Regions from separate parts of the Mus musculus genome. Here regions 1, 2, 4, 5, 6 and 7 are each linked to region 3. A link is a contact called in public Hi-C and promoter capture Hi-C data. All regions are on one chromosome and are shown on one strand. The core of a region is the stretch at or near the end of the contact, and the rest is flanking DNA. Distances in the headings are between cores, read along the strand shown. Region 1 has its middle 300 kb from the start of Gm13470. Region 2 has its middle 160 kb from the start of Gm13470. Region 3 holds the start of Zeb2 (zinc finger E-box binding homeobox 2). Region 4 has its middle 23 kb from the start of Gm13470. Region 5 has its middle 83 kb from the start of Gm13470. Region 6 has its middle 140 kb from the start of Gm13470. Region 7 has its middle 130 kb from the start of Gm13470.

Region 1 (2,711 bases), core at 123-2,622, 1.0 Mb before region 3:
AAATGGAGATGCAAGAAAATAATTCACTTCATGTAAAGAGATCAGGAGAAACTGCAGCACTGTTTGTACAGGGTATAGCCTATGATGGAGAGAAGAGAGAGAAAGAGGGAGCATTAATGAAGCAGAAGAGGAGGCAAAGAGAGGGGGGAGAAGATAAGTAAAGCAAGGGGAAGAATAAATTAATAAAGAAAAATTCTGTTAAGAAGACTATCTTATTTGTATGGGAATTTCATATTTAAACATGCATACTACTCTAAAGTGAAAGGGAAAAAGGAAAATGACTATCAATATCATTTCAAAGTAATCAATAGCTACATCTAAAATAATTAGATTATCTGTTTTATGTGGGCATGAACATTTAAGCTTATAAAGTAAAATGAAATTTGCAAGCAAATGTGTAAGAATAAATACCTGCACTAAACGAAGACATTTTTAAAAGTGTTTGAAATTAGATCTGATCTTTAAGTCGAATTACCTACCATTGGAAAAAAAAGTAAAGGACAAGAATAAAACTGTGTCGGTTTTGAAATGATGCATACATACTTGGTCTTAAAGAGAGTGAATAGCTCAGTGATTAAAGGCCCTTGCATGCAACTCTGTGCTTCTGTCTCAAAGCCTTACACACCTTTCATAATAATCCTCATATCTTCTTGAACTGGAGATGTTATATACAATATTAAAACTGCTTGTACCTTTTCTATTTTGTTTAGCAATGCATTTATCACAAAATGGAAGTTACATGCGTACTACACATATCAACACTGACTAGCATCTTGTTGATAGACAAAAGAATTAAGGTGGATATGTTTTAGTTGTTGTCAGTACTGACTGTGTTATTCCATGTCGTTAGAATAGAGCTAACACTCATCCTGCAGTTAATACCTCCAAACAGAATTGAAAAGCCTCAAGATTCTGAGGAAATGGGCATCTGCCCTAGAAGTTGATAGGGGAAGTTCTGATGATGTCATTCTTGACAATATTTTTACATTTATTTTTATGTCAGTAGTGAAAAGAATTACTATTGTCTAATTTTATCTCTTCTCCATAACTAAATTGAGTGCATTATTTGACTTCCTTCCTCTAAAAACTGAGGTCTTTTAGAAGTTTTTAGAAGCTGAGGTCAGTTTCTACTCTATTCAGAACACACTGGAAAGGAACACAAACAAGAGTAAATCAACCTAAAAATAGCTATTGCCAATTCTCTTAATTACTCCTGATCCTACCAGGCTTCTTCCAGCTCACTTCAAACAAGTGCTGACCGTGAGAAACCCTATCTTTGCGTTTCTGACTTTATCACTCTCATGCACCAAACACAAATGTTGATTTATGAAATTAAACTTAATAGCTATGAAATATGAACAATGATAACAAGGAACTCTCACAAACTTGACGCAATGTTTCCTCTATGATCGAGTCACATAATGAACCCTAGAAGTGTCCAGTTGGGGAAGAAGACAACTCCTGCTGTGAAAGATATCATTAAATAATCATAGTAGATATTAGAAAAACAAAACCTAAAATTAATCACAACTCTATGATTTTAAAATAATGGAGAATTTTAATGCATGCAAAAATTATGTTGACATACTAAGACTTCTGTGCATGTTGCTCACAAGCAAGCACAGGTACTGTGATTTTTATCAGTGTATTCGTCCTGCTGTGTCCAGAGAACACTGTTTCATCCAGGTCTTCCCTGATTTCTTGCCCTTACAACCTTTCTGCTCTCTCTTCAGTGATGTTCCCCAGGGCTGATGAAGGGATGTGGTGTTGATGTCCTACTTGTGGCTGAGAAGTGACTACTTATTGTCTACACTTGGATCACTTGTGATTTTCTGTGCTTATCACTCCACTTCACACACTCCCATGTGGTCTGAGAGCTATTCTAATTCATCTATGTCTATAAAGATACCCGGAGATCCATCCCATAATCAGCCACCAAACCCAGACACTATTGCATATGCCAGCAAGGTTTTGCTCAAGGGACCCTGATATAGCTGCCTTTTGTGAGGCTATGCCAGTGCCTGGCAAATACAGAAGTGGATGCTCATTGTCATCTATTGGATGGAACACAGGGCCCCCAATGGAGGACCTAGAGAAAGTACCCAAGGAGCTGAAGGAGTCTGAAACCCTATAGATGGAACAACAATATGAACTAACCAGTACCCCCTGAGCTCATGTCTCTTGCTGCATATGTAGCAGAAGATGGCCTAGTTGGCCATCATTGGGAAGAGAGGCCCCTTGGTCTTGCAAACTTTATATGCCCCAGTACAGGGGAAAGCCAGGGCCAAGAAGTGGGAGTGGGTGGTTATGGGAACAAGGCAGGGGAGAGGGTATAGGGGACTTTCAGGATAGCATTTGAAATGTAAATGAAGAAAATATCTAATAAAAATTGAAAAAAATAGGATACAATTTTAGAGGGAAATATTTATTTATTTATTTGTTTGTTTGTTTGTTTATTTATTTTTACACTTTAGATTTTATTGCTCCCTCCATTTACCCTCCAACTGTTACACATTCCATACCTCTTCCCCAGGCCCCTCTCTCCACAAGTCATAATAGTGTCAGGCCTTGGGAAATCCCCTTGAGTTGGATCCTACTTTGGGCTTGTCCCTGGACCTTCTTTACCTCAGGCTCCTCTCCATTTCCAAACCTGAATTTCTTTCAGACAGGAACAATTATGGGTGAGAGTTGTGACTGTGGGATGGCCCCCC
Region 2 (2,700 bases), core at 194-2,693, 1.2 Mb before region 3:
CTTTTCAGAGTATTGAGCCAGTGTTAAAGAAATTGCAAGAATATTTGCATTTTTTAAGAGGAAAATACATCTGTAAAATGATGTGCTTCTGCTTAGAAGCAGAGAGGCATCATGGCACATGGATACATTTTGGCATCTCTGAAACAGCGACATGAAGGCAGTTTACTTGGTTCTTTGCCAAAGCTGTACCCATGTTTCATTCATTCATTCACTCATTCATTCCTTCATTCAGTGTATTCCTTGATGTGGAATCAAGGGTGAAATATGCCACCATGGCATGTTTAACCTGTTAGATGTGCCACAAAAATAAGGTGCATTCCCTTTGAAAGAGTTTAGTCTTTGTTTTGACTGTCCCAAATCTCCCACTGCAGACTAGGCTGGCTTTGAAATCACATAGATCTTTCCTCCTCTGTTTACCAGGTACTAGAGGCATGTACCACCAAGCCCAGCTTGACTAGCAAACTTCTGAGCGAGATCATCATCTTGTTTGATAGTATAATGCTGCACCCTACTATTCTTACACTTTGAGAGTATCCCTTTTTCCCTAAAGCATTAAAAAATATATGATTTTGATTTTGTTTCTAAGCCAATAGAGGTAGTGCAAAATGAAGCCTTGGATATAAGTAAGCCTCAATTCTTACACTGTCTGGAGTAGCAGAAATAAACCTGATACAAAGCAAAACTCATGCAATCTATTGAACAGCCACTTATTCCTGCTTCTATATAACGATATGCGTAGGAATTTATTTGACTGTGTCTTTAGATGTGTGTAGAAGACTGCTTGTGTGTGTGTGTATGTAGAATTAGAAATGACTATAATTGCTACATTCTTTTATGTGAGATATGAATTTTCTGTCCAATAGAAATGGATTAATAATCACTTTATACTGTTTAACTTCTTATCATCTATAATAAATAGAAACTTACCAAGCTTAGACTCCTATGAATTTAAATCTCAGTTGGAAGTACAAATTTTAACAGTCACTGAATTTCTCCTACTATATTTTTTCCCCTTGTTCCTCAGAGTTCTCTCTTCTCCATTGCCTAGAATTCTTTCTTCCCCCTTGGTTAGAATTTCCTAAAATAACCAATTTATTTGCCAAAAATCAAAGACCTGAAGATAACTTTGTACAGTGATGTTGGGGTACCTCAATATTGAGGAAAAGCCACATGAGGCTTGACTTCCCTGCCTCTAGCTTCAGGTTGCTATTAATTTGTTTTCTTTATGTTGGCACTCTGGATCTCCTCAATGTCCATTTTTGTTTTCAATCAGTGAGCATTTATACTTTAGGGAAAATTCAGTCCAAACAAGTTTTCCTCCTGCAAAGTCTTCCTCACTCCTCTCTCTGGATTTCCTGTTAACTTTATCCTATAGTCAGTTCAGTGGAACATGCCTGTCACTCTGAGGGATAGCTAACTTTAGACAACGGCTGCCTGTTTCAAATGTGGCAGACTCAGTGTTCCTGGAGAAGGTAATTATTGGCAGAAAACCAACAACAGAGCATAAAGGAGTGTTCCTTTCTCACTTTGGGCGTTATTTATGGTGAGTTCATTTTGAGAATCTGAATTTCAGAACAACCTCTTTTTCATTTTATATATGTAAGTGCATAATATTATATATAATTATAAAGTAATAGACAATTATAATATTTCCACTATCATTCTCTGATTAATAGTGGATAAATACTTTGGTACCTAGAGCTAAGGAAAGGACATACACTGATCACTGAAGACCAGGCAGCTTCATGCCTCTTTCTTTATCTTGTTCCTCACAAGCAGTAAGTATGTACAGGGGTATTCACTAATTCAGTGGCCAAATATCAAGAAAGAAATTTTTGTTTCCTAAATAGAGTCTTTTTAATGAAAATGGGCATTCAATCCATCTAAGTGATACTGAGACAGACATCTTACATCGTTATCACTTCTGCATTTACCTTAGGTGCATCAGTTTCCCTTTCTCGCATATGTCTGCACTCTAGTACCCATTTCATTCAGCAGGCAGCAAAATCACCCACGGCAATCCAGAGCTACAGAACTTCGGAGTGAGAAATCTTCCATAAAGACACATCCAAAAATGATTTTTTCTCATATCAAGAGCCCTTTAAAATTCTTTTTTAAAATAACACTTTGAAAAAAATAACATCTGCTTAAATCCTTTTATCATGATTTAAACACATTTTCAGTTATCACATTTTTTTCTCCTCCTTTTTCCCCCCTTTTTTTTTCAAAGTTCTTTTTATACTTGTTACCATGGACACAATGTTGCTTGCCTCAGAGTCTAATTAAAATGGTTACTTGTTCAGCCATGGAATTAGAGAATTATCATGTGTTCAGGGAGTGGCTTCAAAATCTAAGCAAACTACCGTTTAGGTCTCTTGATAGCAATGTCTGTGCTCTCTCCCAATCTTCTCATTCTACAGAATTGTTTAATCAATAACCTAGTAAAACAAAGACCCAACAAATACTGTTTAGATGCTCTGCACCAGAACTAAACCTTGTGATTTTAGTTTTCTGGGTAGAATTCTATGAGTATGTAGCAAATGAACAATGCCTATCTGAATATTGGGAGAAGAGGTTATCACCTCTTATGGCTAAATGATTAAATATGTACATTTATTTAAATACATAGTTTTATTGTAAAATTTAAACAAAAATTACTTGCAAACAAATTTCTTAGCTTTGAGGTTATTACTCCCCTAC
Region 3 (2,700 bases), core at 12-2,511:
TTCAAACCTCCACCTTTTCCTTTATACTGGAGTCTATAGGCTGTGAGACTGGGCATCTCTCTGTGCTCTCGGGTTCTTAAATACTTTCACTATTTAAAATAATGGGGGGGGGTCTCCTAGTATTTTAAGAAATTAAGCCTTAACTGTTGAGGCAAAACAGTTTCTTCCTTTTCCTATAAATACAGAGCATCCTCAAATTTGGCTGTCTTTATTTACTTCTATATTAGTTCCAATTATGTGCAGTGTAAACCAGCTTTTTGATTAACAAAACAGCAGAGCATTGGTTAAGAACACTTAAACTTCAAAAAAAAATCCCCTGGGAAGTGGGCTCTGAATTGGTTAATAATGTGCAGTACTTGCTAAATTGCTGACTTCCAGATGTGGAAAATATCTTTCTTGTTTAGGACCTATGTAACCTGATTGGATTACGACAGAAGCGTCACGTTGGAAGCTTTTTGAGTGATTATTTAATTAACCATACAGTAGAAAGCTGTATTCTCCAGGAAATCCCTTCCATATTTGCATAACCAATCCCTTCAGAGCAAAGGTGGAGTCTTTTCTTTTTAATTTTAGTTTAATTGCAATATCAAAAATATGCACTTCAAAACTTAGACCCCACACAGTTTAGTGTCACCCTCTTCTTTCTTTCGTCCTAAGTTCCTCTGACCTTTCTCCTTCTTCCTCCTGCCCCTGTCCCCTCACTTTGTAATGTGGTCTGCATGAGGTGTAGAGGGGTCCAGAGATTGGCCAGCATAGTACAGCTCTATGTTAACCTAGAGACCCTTTATTAAAATGCCAAACTTTTAATATAGGGATCCAATCCAGAAAATCTCCCCCCCACACACACACACACATACACACATACACTGCACACTGAGATCCTAAGATGCAGTGTACAAGTAGCATTTCCCTCCCCTAGCTCTGGCATCTTTAAAAAAAAAAATGTAATAAGAGAAAGGGCAAGAATTTAGTTCCAAAAACGGTGCTTGAGGTATCCATACAACTTGACGTGCACCTCAAACCTAGTCACCAGAGATATCTGTATAAGACAAGAGATCTGCATGGAAGACCCGAGAGCTTTCCCTTTAACTTTCGCCCCTTGGAGTTCTCCAGTTCTGTGAATGGTGTGCACCGTTTTCCGCCCAGTACTCTGCAGGATTTAGTGATGAGGATAATGATGCCAAAGGCTTGCTTGACGGGGGGGGGGGGGGGGGGGGGGGGCGTGGAGAAGGGAGGGAGGGAGAGAGGAAGGGAGGGAGGTGGAATTTCATTTCTTCCACTAAAGCGTTTGCGGAGACTTCAAGGTATAATCTATCCCAGATCCTTTCCCAGAGAGAAACTTGGCGATCACGTTTTCACATGATGCTCACGCTCAGGGCGCTTCAATTATCCCTCCCCACAAAGATAGGTGGCGCGTGTTTCAGGGTCTCTCTTCTCTCCCCTACAGAAAAGAAAAAGAAAAAAATGTCATTAGAAGAGGCGTAACACGTCAGTCCGTCCCCAGGTTTGTGTTTCCTGGAGTGGCCGAAAAGAGATCAGTTCTAACCTGCTCGGCAGGAATAACGGTCCTGCCTCCAGACACTCTTGGCGAGGTTTTGTTCAGTTTGCTCCGGGAGCTGTTTCTTCGCCTCCACCTTTTTCTCCCCCACACTTCGCGGCTTCTTCATGCTTTTTCTTCTCACCATTTCTGGCCAAAACTACAAACAAGACTTCACAGGTAGGTTTCCCACCCCCCCCTTCTTTTCCTCCTCTTTTTATCCTTTTTTGGTGCTCTTGCCCCCCACCCTCCCTCTCTAATTTTCTCATTTTGAGTGGGAATGTTAGTCTGAAGTGAGCCGGGTGTCTCTGGACAGGAATTTCAGGTGGTTTTAGCTCTTTGGTGGCAGGCTTTCTTTTCCCAAGAGTGGCTTCTTTGCTTTCTCATGCCTTCCCTTACTCTCTCTTTCCTTTCCTCTCCCTTTTTCCCCTTCCCCCAGTAATTCGCCCTGTACCTGTCCATTCAGGTAACCAAAGGTGTTTTTTGCTACATAGTCTAGGAAAAGTTTTGTTGAGAACTGAATGGCTGGGGTAAAAAACTCATCAAGTGGAGAGTTTCTACTGCTTTGTTCTCACACCGACTTTCAATTCATTATATCAAGCAATTAAAACTTGGCAAATACCTGTTAATAATTATAAAACTTATTCGAGAAAGACCTACCAAATTCGGGAGCAAGTCCTTCTCTTAGATCTGGCAGACTAGTCTAACCTTTCCCACCGGAGAAGGCTGTTTTCTAAGCAGAAACTTGACTGTTTTTGTCTGCCTAGCGAGTTTCATTTCTTTATTTCATTCTTTGTGTGTGTGTGTGTGTGTGTGTGTGTGTGAAGTAACACCTCACTTCTGTGATTATAAATAAAGAAGTGAAAGTTCTCTTGGAACTTGAGTCGTTTACCAAAGTGTATGGGAGAGGGGGGGTCGCAACAGCTGGGAAGAAAACTGCTGTCAGGATAATAGGGTTAAAATTAGGGTAACTTTTGATATTTTATTTTAAATGACCAAGTAATATACACATCGATTTTTCATGGAACTCCTCTCTCTCTCTCTCTCTCTCTCTCTCTCTCTCTCTCTCTCTCTCTCTCTCACACACACACACACACACACACACACACACACACACCACACCACACCACACCACACCACACCACACCACACCACACCATTCC
Region 4 (2,734 bases), core at 26-2,525, 1.4 Mb before region 3:
TATACCAAATGAAAACACATCCCCCAAAGGGTACTATCTCCATGTCCTTTAGGAAATTCCTGGATTTTAAGGCAAGCTGCTCGATGTCTGGAGGCCTCCTAAAGATTCTAGAGTGAGAAGAGAAATGAGTTTTATATTTTCCTTCCTGGATTCCAACCCTGTTTGTTGGAAGAACAGTTTTCAAGAGATGGGTACAAGAAGTTATCAAAACCTTCCAGAATGAATGTAATTTAAAACGGAATGCAAAATTATTCTGATACTTAAGTTATTTTTCTCTTCATTCAGCGTTCTGAAGTTCTACTACAGGACAAAACAAAGGTTATCTACAACCCTCCTATTATCAGATGACAGTGATTTAGTATTGAAAAGAAGATCCAGGACTTAAATTTTGGGCTCATTGTTGTAATAAGATAATATAAAGAAATGTAAGAAAGTATTTTTCTCTGTCTTACTCCTTTCCTTGTTTTACTACCTATAAATTTAAAGACATTCTTCGGCTCTTTAGAAAAGATGACATAGAACGTAATCCAAAGAACAATACATCAAAAAGAATACAGAATATATACATTGTAATATATACTCAGATGCTTTCCCAGTGGCAATATTATTAGATTGTAATTTTTAGCAGTAACATTATAATCCAAAATTGACTGGACCTTTTCTTTGTAGACTGCACAATTACAAGAGCTTTGATCCTTTTGATTTTTTTCACAGCCACTCAAGGAGGCACCACAATAACCCTGTATAAAGAAAAGTCAGCTGAAGTTTACACTATTGAAACAGCAAAGACCAAATATTTACCTAATAACAGTACCAATCCTTAAAACTCTCAAAATGCTTTGTTGGAGTATTTAGAAGCAATAATCAGTTTAAAATAGAATTGAAAATACTGTTTTCAGACATGAAAAAATGAGGATATATTCTTATCTGTTTATGTCAGAAGTCAGAAAGGAGGTAAAGAGCTTGCTCTTAAAACTGTCTTGCAGTGGAGATTATTACACCAAAATGAAAGTGTTCTAAAAACCCATGGACTGATGATATTCCCACCCAGAGGAGTGGAAAGAGTTCATCTTGTTCAAATATCCCTAAAACACATGCAATCCATATGGGGCTTGGGTCCAGAGCAGGGCTTCAGCACTTTTTCTCTAAGATTGGGTTTCATTCTGCTAACAGCATGTTGGCTGAGTGCCCACTAGCAAGCAATTAAGACGATGTGCTTGCCTGCATTTTAGTAGCTCTCCTTATGAAACATGCGGCCACATGGGAGCAGACGTTTTGCCAGCATGGGTCATGGGCTGAGAGTAGCACTGGGAAAGCTGCTATGCTCTGAGGACTTGTGTCTTCTGGGAAGTTGAGAAGAGGATGGGCGATTGATTAGTTGTGCTTAGGAAAGAAGGCATAGAAGACACTCTAAGAAGTAGGGAAGTATTAGAAACAAAATTAGGAAAGGAAAACTGAACTACCAAAGTACTTAAGGAGGAAAGGAATGAACTAAGGTCTGGTAATTCAGGAGAAGTGAGAGTAAATGGTATATTTAAAATCTGCTGATGAGAGCTTCTTACCCTTCAACTTGAATGGTGGCTCGTTTAATTATCTTTTATAAGAAACACATAAATCCTGAGCATTGAGAATAAGGGAGGTATTTATTTAAGGCAAGGAGAAGGGTGGTGAGTGTGCTTTACCTGAAGGGCACTTCATGTGAAGAGGGTTAGGAGTAGGTGAGCCAACATGCATACCATCTCACTGCCTGCTTTGCAATAAATGGAGTCTATCACTTTATTTTTGTCTAGAAAGAACAGTAAGGGAGTGCAGACTTAGATGTGTTACCTGAAGCAATTAGGAAGTGATATACATCAAACAAGCTATCTGTGTGGGAGAGGATATGCCCCTCCTATGGCAATGATGTAAATAAATGGTTTTATATATGAATGATTACATACAACCCCATAGGCATGGTTTACAGAGCTCTCTGCTATGGAAGCTATGGATCAGTTCATCTAACTAGGAGCATTTCCACTATGTAAACAGAGAGCAGAATTCACACAAACTGTATTTCTCCTTCACCATGACCCATGAGGTATAAATTAAATCAAGAACTACTGTGTTGTCAGCTGTGTCTTATATGCAATCTGTAAAGATCCAAATGTATAGAAAACTGCCCTTTAAATTATTAATATGGCCTCTTGAATAAATAGTATTACTGGAATATATAAAGGGAAATTTATCTATATCATTTTCAGAGATAAATCTACTATATTAACTGTCATAAATATGTACTTCTCATTTCTATGTGGATATCTATGAAACAGATTTTCATTGTACAAAGAATCAATAATGACTAGGTGGTTTGAACTCTATGAGCCCCTAGGTGATATAAGCTTACAACTTGATGACAAGAGATCTAAAGCATGTCTCAAATTTTTAATATGATAAAATATGTAAATCATAAAATTTAGGTTATCTCAACCTAGTGTTTACAAGTAAAAATCTTTTGGTAAATAAGTCTTATATGTATACCTTATATGTATAAGTCTTATATCTATACCTTATATGTATAAGTCTTATATGTATACCTTATATGTATAAGTCTTATATGTATACCTTATATGTATAAGTCTTATATGTATACCTTATATGTATAAGTCTTGTATGTATACCTTATATGTATAAGTCTTGTATGTATACCTTATATGTATAAGTCTTGTATGTATACGTTATATGTATAAGTCTTATA
Region 5 (2,772 bases), core at 265-2,764, 1.4 Mb before region 3:
ATAATGGAGTTACTGACAAGAAGTAGACATAATAGCATAGAAAGCAGATTCTGCCTTGCTCTAGTGCTTTAAAGGCTTGTCATAATATAAAGTTTTTTTGTTTTTTTTTTTTTTTTTTACTTTTATATGGGAATTGAATGATCAAAGATAGGGTAGAAACCCCAATTGAGACTAAATAACTACTATAATAGGGCAATGGTGACACATGCCTTTAATCCCAGCCTTTGAGAGGCAGAGGCAGATAATCTCTGTAAGCTTGAGGATAGCCTGGTCTACAAAGTGAGTTTCAGTACAGCCAGCCTGTCTCTCAGAGAAACAAACATATGGCACAGAAACCCTGTCTCTCCAACAAACAAACAAACTATAGAAACTAAAACTGCTAGCATATAAAAATATTGAACCCTAATGGTTTCTATATATAGTGAAGGAGGCAAAGGCTTTTTCAAGGGGTATAAAGAAAGCCCTGAACTCTCTGCCATCTTTTTCTTCCACAGAGTCTTATACAATATAGGACAATTTGAGTGTAGGAAGGACAAAGGTTCATTTTTAAAATAAACATGGTCTCTCAAAGTTGACCTTGTAGTCTTGAAACAACATATTCACAATACTCCTGTTTATACCAGCTATGTGTTGTAACATTGCTACCTTACAGGTCTGGGGAAAGACCTGTGAAAGACAACCTTGGAAAAAACCACTCTAACTGAGTAGCAGCATTCCATGGGTGGCGTCTTAGGCAAACCAAGGGCAAAGGAAGTTGGGCACAGTGTCCATTTCCCCCAGCTTCTTCATTGCAAATGCAATGTGATTGGCTGCCTATACTCCTTCCAACAGGACTTCCATATCAGGATGGACTGGACCCTAGGACCTTGAGGCAAACTAACTGCCTGTTCAGTCTACTTCTCTTAGGATATTTTATCACATCAAGGGGAAAGTAATTAATTCAGCCTCCTGTCAATGACTATACAATGCTAGAGTGAAGTTAGGTAAGTGTTGGGCGTTTCACTGCACACCCATGTATACTTTCTGAAAAGTTGTTTCTATTGTATCTCTGTGCATGGAACTGATCTGAGCAAGATAAATAAGCATATTCCTCATGAAAGTGGTAGTGGAGTTTGATCTCCTACAGAAACAAGCTGCCTTATCGTTCTCATGATTTTTAGAAAGAAAACCTTCAAGTGTTAAAATGATATAAAACAAAAGTGGCAATCTGCAGCTCTCCGGTGCCTCCTCCTCCTCCTCACAGCTGAGGGTTTGGATTGACTAGGGCACACCTGGAGTTAGCCCCAAGGTTTGGGGTCCATTTCCAGGCCAAAACCTAAGTTTCCAGTTCAGGGCCTCCAGATTCCATTAAGGTTCCCATGAATCAGGCAGGGCTAATTCAGTCCTAAGCAATCAATCACACTCACTCCATTTTGTGAGTAGGAGTGATTGATGGTCCTCTCCTGGTCATGGCTGACCTAGACGTAGGAAGCAGACCTGAGGACGATGCCTCATGTGTGAGTGGCTTATTTAGAATCAGTCAACTGAAAGAAACGCTCATGTGCCTTCCCTCCCTCCTAACTAAGACAAACCCACATCCTTCATACATTTCCTGCTGGCTCTCACTGGCTTGGAACTAGTGTCATTCTCATCCTGTGACTTTCAAAGCCAATCTGCATGCCTGCACCCCTGCACAATATCTTACAGCCCTCAAAGCCCGGAGACTTCCATATTTTTTTTTCCACTTGATCTTTTCTGTTTAAACTCTTGTCAGCTGGTTTGTAAACTCTTGCGTCTTCTTCCATACCAAGGAAAAAGGCAGGAGTTGTTCTCTTCCTTTCTGCTTTCGTGTCATTTGTTACAGAAGAGAAAGACAAGAAGGGTAGTTTCAACTGGCCTTCCCTTTTTTCACATTGTTCTTTGAAGCAGCAAGGGGGTGGGGGTGGGGGCACGGAGGGCAGGCTGCCTCTCTGATTCTGAATTAATATATTTTGCTTGCAGTGTTGGCAGCTGTGGTGTTTTATGTATTCTTTTCTCCTTCTTGAGAATATTCACGTTGTTTCTCAGAGAACAGCATGGCATCCTGTTACCGTCATCATTATCTTTCAGCCAAGAATCTCCACTGCTGTTCGCTTCCACATGCAAGTCTCTCCCACTCGTTTCTGTGATAAGAAGCTTCCTCCTGTCCTCACACTCATGGAATCCACATTGGCAGCTCCGTGTTGTCAAAGGGAGGCCAGTGTTCCCCACTATTTTCAGGATTGTTATCTTCTCTCCGATCACTGAGGTTGCAAAACCTGTTACAGAAATGATTAGAGAAGTTTCTAAAGTTCACAAAGGAAAGGCCTCACTAAAAGAATTTCTATTCATCATTTCTCTTCATTGGTGAAGAGGAAACACAGGGCTCTTCCCTCTTGTTTTGGAGAAATACCATGGTTACAAAGCAGTCACCACATGAATTAGCAGGAAATTTCCACCAGGATCTGTTAGAGAAAAAGCACAAGGTCACTGATACCTCTGAGAGAAGAGGTGATGATTACCAGTGTGGGTAGAAAGAGAGTACAGCCCTTGTTCAGCATTAACGGTAACTCATTCAAACTGCAGTCAACTGCACACCTAGATGTATATGATATGATAATCAGAGAAGAGTGTTATAAAATACAAAATACATCTGTGTGGGTATATGCACTGTGTATGTGTCTGCTAAGATGCATTTTTGAAAGCTCAATATTTTTGTTTAAATAAAAACATGAGAACAGATTCTTTTCTAAATTTAGCTGAATCCTCAAAGGA
Region 6 (2,783 bases), core at 251-2,750, 1.2 Mb before region 3:
AGAATTGTTAGAAATTTAATCCTCTTTTCATTTTACATTTCATTTGACACAGTATTTAATAAAAACACGGGAGATGCTGGACTCTAAACATCCTAGGATACAGCTCTGTATTCTACCCTATCAAAAAGTTCATTTTGGCTAAAGAAGAAACAGAGGATTGATATCATGTGACAAAGAAATTGCTGGTGACAAAGTAGCAATGTTTCCCTAGTAGGGTGTAGATTCAAGTAGAATGTTAATACACAAAAGGAAATTTTGATAGAATACCCACCAAAGCAATATGATAGGTAGATGTTAGACATATTATGTTAAGAAGGGTGACATTTCTCATAGATTTTTGTGGCAAGGAACATTCCTGAACATGCCAACTGTGTTAAGCTGATGAATAGTGCTTCAGGTTTGAGATGATGATTTGCAAGAAGGATTTTCTCAGCAGAACATACAGCAACAATCTAGATGAGGAAAGATGGTAAGGTGTGTAGTAGATGTCAGCCTACGAGATCTGAAAAGTGGAACATACATTAGTCTAATCTAAGTTTAAAAAGAAAGGTCATTTTCTCTTTACCTTTTGTCCTCTGTGAAGCAATAACCAGGTACATTTTCAATATTGTGTTCGAATTAGAATTGTAGCAAGATCCATATTCTAGAAAGTCTCAAGTAACTAAAATAGATAAAGCTGTACACAAGAAAGTATAGGCAGGTGGACCATGTTGAAATGTGTGTTCCCCAAACTAAAGATCTCCATTTCAAGATTAATTCCAAAATTTTTAGCTTTTAAATAAAGTAATAATTTACTAACCTATAAAAGAGGTAGATGGTTCATTATTTGAAATATCTATAAAGTTGAAGTCCTCTTTCAATTTGGGTGCCCAGGTAGAACAAATAAGACACACCATTGAAGAAATTGGTCCAAAGTTGGTACTTAATAAATATTCAGCAAGTGAGGCTAAAACTGACATTGTCATTATAGGACATGCACTCAGTTAAGAGGTGCACAGTTGTTTGATGAACATGAATATGCCTCAAAGTAGTGAGGCCTGGGGAGAAATGGTGTAAGCAAGGATAAAAATGCCTGTCACACAATGTCTGCCTCTAAGGAAGAGTGTAAAGATTTACAGACACTTCAGCTGACGTATATAAAAGTGACACTGGTCTATAAAACAATTAAAGACATTACATGAGTGCATCCTTTCAACTAAACATAGCCCTATAATCATTCTGTAATGAGAGAATTTTTTTTCTGTTTTCCTATTCACTGGTTCAGCAACCATTTGAAAGAAGTGGGTATAGCACCAGGTAAAAAAATTAAATATAGAAAATAAAGATCATAGGAAGATATTTGACATTTTTATCATGCATTTAAGATATAATATACAATATACTAATATCTCTAGAGAAAAAGCTCACAGTTATTTGGAGAAAACCGAACTGTTCAGATCAGAGAGATAATGTACATTTTAGTAGGAAGCTGTCATAGAAACTGCTTTTCACAGAAAGAGGAAGTTCCCCAAACATACCAGTGGGGGTTTCCCTCTAAATTTACTGCACTTTTACTGGTGAGGTAGAAAATTACACCTTTTGAAGATAGATTTACTCAAATGATAACATGCAAAAAAGCAAACAGGTGTATGAAAAAATATTCACCCTGAATAATCACAAGGAAAATGCAAATGAAAGTCACAGTGAGATAGCATTCATCCCAGAGGGACAGGGCAATCTTCAAGAAGACCAAACACAGGAATATTGGAGGTGAATCTTGAAAAGTGTGGAGTCTGGTGAAAAGACTTAGAAAAGATTTACCAAGTGTCTGAACTTACAGTTAGGGAAGAATGAGAGATGCTGGTGTACTAGTTCACAGCAGGGCAACTATATGTTGGATATATAATACATTATATCATAATAGTTTATCATGGATTTCAAAATGTTAAGGGAAGGGATTTTGATGGCTTTCACCTTGAAACTCCAATAATCTGAGATGACAGAGGGCTTAAACTGGACTCAAACATTGTACGATGTAATAGTACATGAGCTCATCAAATAGCAGTCCGTAAATATGCATATTTTATGTCTTATGTACCAGTTACAAATAAAATTAATTTAAATAAAAACTACGTTTTTGTGAGTAATTCTGGCCTTTTGGGAACTTTTTGCTCTCACTTCTACAAATGAAAATTTGAGCACACTAGATACTTTTTTTTTCACACAGTGAAATGGTGTAACTTATTCAAAAATATTATACTTGCTTGCCATTTTTTATCAGTGGTGAGTGAAAATGAGTCAGCTTTTGTTCTTCAGGTTCACTGGATGATTGGGCCAAGACAGAATCTCTCACTGTAAACACAAAAATGGCAATGTTACTCTAAAAACTGGTGTTGGTCTCACTGTTAAATAAATACTGAATGCGCACGTGATAAGCAGTCCTTTATAAATTTATGGGTAAGCTGTTGCCATAGATGGGGAGATTCAGAAGGGAAAATGAAATACCAATGGGAAGGTTGTTGGACTCTGAAGAAGACAGTGCTATGTGAGCTGAGTTCTGCCTTATCACAGAAGGGAGTAGATGGGGGCAATAAACATACCCTAGCACAACAGGACCCAGGTGAGATATAACTTGGCATAATTCTCAAGAGATGGTAACAAAGAAGTAGATGAAAGACAAATATGGCAAGAGAGAAAGAAGTCAGATTATTCATTGTTTAAACCTGGGCTTAAAACCTTTTTTTTTTTTCCTTCAGAGAGAAGCCATAACTTACAGAGAAGCAGGATAGCAGGATTGTATTTGG
Region 7 (2,700 bases), core at 170-2,669, 1.5 Mb before region 3:
GAGACTTGTGCCAAGTGACCTCAATATATTTCTTGGTACAGCACTAAGTGTCTCCTTCTTGTACTGTGCGGGGAAATGATGCCTCATAGTCAATATGATACATTGTATGGGCAACAAAGCTGGTACAGCTTCAGCACACAGGGGAAAACGTAATTAGAAAATGGGGGGAAAAAAACAAAATTAGAAAAACACCAGAAAAGCTTGAAAAAATAATAAACATAATGCAAATAAGATGTAACATTTTTTGTAAAAAGATCAAAGTTAAAAAAAACAAGCCGTTCTAATAATACTGAACAAAACAATAACCTCTTGGTACTCTAATCAGAAATATTATGACAGGAAAAAAACCAAACATAATAGGCTTCAATAACAACTCAGAAGTCCTGTAAAACCATTCTTCTGTGCTTTCATCCATCTGCTGACTGGTGGGACTGGTAAATACAGCACAGTGCATGGCCTTGATCATCTGAGACTCCAGGCTAGGAGTTGGGCCCTCTTTTAAACCACAAAGGCACTATTAAAAGCAGTGTTGAAAAGTTTAATGAGATTGGATAATGCAAAGAATCAGTCCTGGTAAATGATTAAGTGGCTGTTGTGCCACTGTTCTAGTATTATTAGAGTGTTATGTAAACTTGATGTAAAAAGATACTTTTATCTAAGTAGCTTTACCCTGTACTCCTAAACAATAAGGAAAAGCTGTTCTGTTTGTATTTCTACCAATTCCTCATGGATCTTTTTTTTTCTTGGTCTTGACTTGTTCTTTCTTATCTATCAAAGCTCTGAGATGACAAAGGTCAGGAGGAAACATTCATGCCTGAGAATGTAATGAGAACTTCAGGCCTTGAAGAGCAGTCTTACTTTTCTATGACTGAGACAAAGTTCCATGGACAAGCCAACTTGTAAAAGAAGTCATTTAATATGACTTATGACTTATGTTTTTAGCGGTGTAGAGTCCATGATGGCAGAAACGAAAGCATGCTGGCAGGAACAGCTGAGAGGTAACATACAGATCTAGGTAAGATGTGTGTGTGTGTGTGTGTGTGTGTGTGTGTGTGTGTGTGTGTGTGTGTATGAGAGAGACAGAGAGACAGACAGACAGACAGACTAGGAATCACAAGTCTTTTGAGAGGCCAACATAACTCTACAACCAATGCACAATTCTTAATCCTTCCAAAGCAGACTGACCAACTTGGAAACAAGTACCAAACATGTAAATATGGTGCCATTTTCATTCAAACGGTCACGTTCCATTTGCTGGGCCCTGTAGGCTTTTGGCCATATCATAATACAAAGTGAATTTCATGCAAGTTAAAAATATTCCCATAATCTTTAATGGTTTCAACACTTTAGAAATCTAAAATCCAAATCTCTCCTGAGACTCAGGGCAATGAGGTAGGCACTTCCTGAGTTGAGTCATGAACTTTGGCAGCACTACATTAAATATAATTATCAACACTGAGAAAACCTTTGCCCCTTCAAGACATGTTTGAATGCTGTTGCTTTTCTGTTTCTCCATTAGGATTGTCCTTCACCATATCTTTTTCTTATTGTTTGCAATATTTTACTATAAACCACCAAGTTATGCTGATGAATTATTTCCTATCATCCCCCAAACCTCAACAAGTAGGAAAAGGTATAATTTTTAAATTGTTCAGAATATTGAATGACTACTGTGTGACTTCTGCTTTAGCATTCTATAATATGAATTTGTACTGTTAATTTCCATAAGATACTCATTTATATTAAAATAATTTCTCTGAATTTTCACCATTTCATATAATGTGTTTTGGTGATATTCATCTCCCTGCCTCAACTCTACCCAGAATCCTCTCTCTCCCTACTCACTCAGCTACCCACTGTATGTTTCCTAGCTACTCCTCCCATTTTCTCTCCTCTTAAAAATAAAAGGTATCTAGTCTGGTTTGTATTGCCTTATTATGCCTAGTATGGAGACTCTCCTTAACAGAAATCAATATACCATGCTTCAGTCCATTGGAAACAAACAAACAAACAAACAAACAAACAAGAGCAATCAAATGCCAATAAGTCCCTTGCTAGTGTTAGGACTTTGTATTCACTTTTCCTTGTTAATTCTGGGATTTTTTTTTCTTTTGTCAAGTTTGATCTCGTGTTCGTGTCATATGTATTCTCATAATCTCTGTGAATTCATTTGTAAATCAGCTTTGTCAGTGCATAAAACATTCTTCCCTGAAGTCATCCATCACCCACGGTTCTTATCAGCTTTCCACTCCTTCTTCCACAGAGATCACTGAGTCATGAGGGAAGAGATATAATATAGATACCCAAATTTGAAAGGCCCATCCTAAAGTCCCTTATTCTCTGAACTGCTGAACACTTGTGGTAATTTGTGTTACTTATCATCTACTAAAAGAAGGAGCAATGCTTGATTTATGAATATGGCAATGTGTTATGAGGGGTTGTTTTATATATATTTTTGTTTAAAAGAATAATAGTAGTAGTTTTCCCAAGAGCTCATGACCTATCTGTACATAGGTACTTTGAGCCTCAATAATAGTTTCGAGTGTCAGATAAGGGTTCCATCCAGTAGAACAAGCTTGAAACCCAAATAAGGTAACCTTTTTATTGGATATTTTATTTATTTACATTGCAAATGTTAACCCCTTTTCTACTTTCCCCACCAGACACCCCCTAACCATTCTCCTTCCCCCTGCTTCTATG

The links. Promoter capture Hi-C pulls out the DNA fragments that hold promoters and counts their contacts. A called contact is a pair of places that touch in the nucleus more often than the background predicts.
Region 1: a contact with region 3 is called in a Hi-C map of bone marrow-derived macrophages, with 5 times the contacts expected there. The contact joins the enhancer-like site here to the promoter of Zeb2 in region 3. A contact is called at or near these places in 8 of 39 promoter capture datasets (the 3T3-L1 cell line, 3T3-L1-derived adipocytes, the HPC-7 cell line and 3 more), 1 of 15 datasets of contacts at CTCF or cohesin (pro-B cells), 1 of 484 Hi-C or Micro-C datasets (bone marrow-derived macrophages) and 2 of 115 datasets of contacts at active chromatin or transcription factors (bone marrow-derived dendritic cells and large pre-B cells).
Region 2: a contact with region 3 is called in a Hi-C map of cortical neurons, with 2.6 times the contacts expected there. The contact joins the enhancer-like site here to the promoter of Zeb2 in region 3. A contact is called at or near these places in 8 of 39 promoter capture datasets (the 3T3-L1 cell line, 3T3-L1-derived adipocytes, the HPC-7 cell line and 4 more), 2 of 484 Hi-C or Micro-C datasets (cerebral cortex and cortical neurons) and 4 of 115 datasets of contacts at active chromatin or transcription factors (embryonic forebrain, forebrain, large pre-B cells and 1 more).
Region 4: a contact with region 3 is called in a promoter capture Hi-C map of 3T3-L1-derived adipocytes, with 6 times the contacts expected there. The contact joins the enhancer-like site here to the promoter of Zeb2 in region 3. A contact is called at or near these places in 11 of 39 promoter capture datasets (the 3T3-L1 cell line, 3T3-L1-derived adipocytes, the C10 cell line and 7 more), 6 of 115 datasets of contacts at active chromatin or transcription factors (bone marrow-derived dendritic cells, craniofacial prominence, embryonic forebrain and 3 more) and 1 of 9 other capture datasets (adipose tissue).
Region 5: a promoter capture Hi-C map of the HPC-7 cell line shows a contact between it and region 3, with 5 times the contacts expected there. The contact joins the enhancer-like site here to the promoter of Zeb2 in region 3. A contact is called at or near these places in 9 of 39 promoter capture datasets (the 3T3-L1 cell line, 3T3-L1-derived adipocytes, the C10 cell line and 4 more), 1 of 484 Hi-C or Micro-C datasets (embryonic fibroblasts), 7 of 115 datasets of contacts at active chromatin or transcription factors (bone marrow-derived dendritic cells, cardiomyocytes, embryonic hindbrain and 4 more) and 1 of 9 other capture datasets (adipose tissue).
Region 6: a contact with region 3 is called in a Hi-C map of B cells, with 2.3 times the contacts expected there. The contact joins the enhancer-like site here to the promoter of Zeb2 in region 3. A contact is called at or near these places in 3 of 484 Hi-C or Micro-C datasets (B cells, bone marrow-derived macrophages and centrocytes) and 7 of 115 datasets of contacts at active chromatin or transcription factors (bone marrow-derived dendritic cells, embryonic forebrain, embryonic hindbrain and 4 more).
Region 7: a promoter capture Hi-C map of the 3T3-L1 cell line shows a contact between it and region 3, with 8 times the contacts expected there. The contact joins the enhancer-like site here to the promoter of Zeb2 in region 3. A contact is called at or near these places in 5 of 39 promoter capture datasets (the 3T3-L1 cell line, cranial neural crest, maxillary cranial neural crest and 1 more), 1 of 484 Hi-C or Micro-C datasets (embryonic fibroblasts) and 1 of 115 datasets of contacts at active chromatin or transcription factors (embryonic stem cells).

The regions. Positions count from the first base shown.
Region 1 is chr2:46,140,357-46,143,067 of GRCm38.p6, reverse strand. No RefSeq gene overlaps it. Among named protein-coding and RNA genes, the nearest start is that of Gm13470, 300 kb to the left of the region's middle. Within about 2 kb of position 1,372, at least 3 of the 459 cell types and tissues checked have an H3K27ac peak or open chromatin away from gene starts, as enhancers often do. A contact at or near this core is called in bone marrow-derived macrophages, where this site is marked.
Region 2 is chr2:46,283,709-46,286,408 of GRCm38.p6, reverse strand. No RefSeq gene overlaps it. Among named protein-coding and RNA genes, the nearest start is that of Gm13470, 160 kb to the left of the region's middle. Within about 2 kb of position 1,443, at least 5 of the 459 cell types and tissues checked have an H3K27ac peak or open chromatin away from gene starts, as enhancers often do. A contact at or near this core is called in cortical neurons, where this site is marked.
Region 3 is chr2:45,111,840-45,114,539 of GRCm38.p6, reverse strand. It overlaps Zeb2 (zinc finger E-box binding homeobox 2), which reads left to right and starts at 1,261. Exons shown (of 10, transcript NM_015753.4): 1 at 1,261-1,717. It overlaps Zeb2os (zinc finger E-box binding homeobox 2, opposite strand), which reads right to left. Exons shown (of 3, transcript NR_110572.1): 2 at 1,547-1,697; 3 at 453-1,441.
Region 4 is chr2:46,464,067-46,466,800 of GRCm38.p6, reverse strand. No RefSeq gene overlaps it. Among named protein-coding and RNA genes, the nearest start is that of Gm13470, 23 kb to the right of the region's middle. Within about 2 kb of position 1,275, at least 10 of the 459 cell types and tissues checked have an H3K27ac peak or open chromatin away from gene starts, as enhancers often do. A contact at or near this core is called in 3T3-L1-derived adipocytes, where this site is marked.
Region 5 is chr2:46,524,188-46,526,959 of GRCm38.p6, reverse strand. No RefSeq gene overlaps it. Among named protein-coding and RNA genes, the nearest start is that of Gm13470, 83 kb to the right of the region's middle. Within about 2 kb of position 1,514, at least 19 of the 459 cell types and tissues checked have an H3K27ac peak or open chromatin away from gene starts, as enhancers often do. A contact at or near this core is called in the HPC-7 cell line and pro-B cells, where this site is marked.
Region 6 is chr2:46,301,583-46,304,365 of GRCm38.p6, reverse strand. No RefSeq gene overlaps it. Among named protein-coding and RNA genes, the nearest start is that of Gm13470, 140 kb to the left of the region's middle. Within about 2 kb of position 1,500, at least 13 of the 459 cell types and tissues checked have an H3K27ac peak or open chromatin away from gene starts, as enhancers often do. A contact at or near this core is called in B cells, bone marrow-derived macrophages and centrocytes, where this site is marked.
Region 7 is chr2:46,569,325-46,572,024 of GRCm38.p6, reverse strand. No RefSeq gene overlaps it. Among named protein-coding and RNA genes, the nearest start is that of Gm13470, 130 kb to the right of the region's middle. Within about 2 kb of position 1,419, at least 2 of the 459 cell types and tissues checked have an H3K27ac peak or open chromatin away from gene starts, as enhancers often do.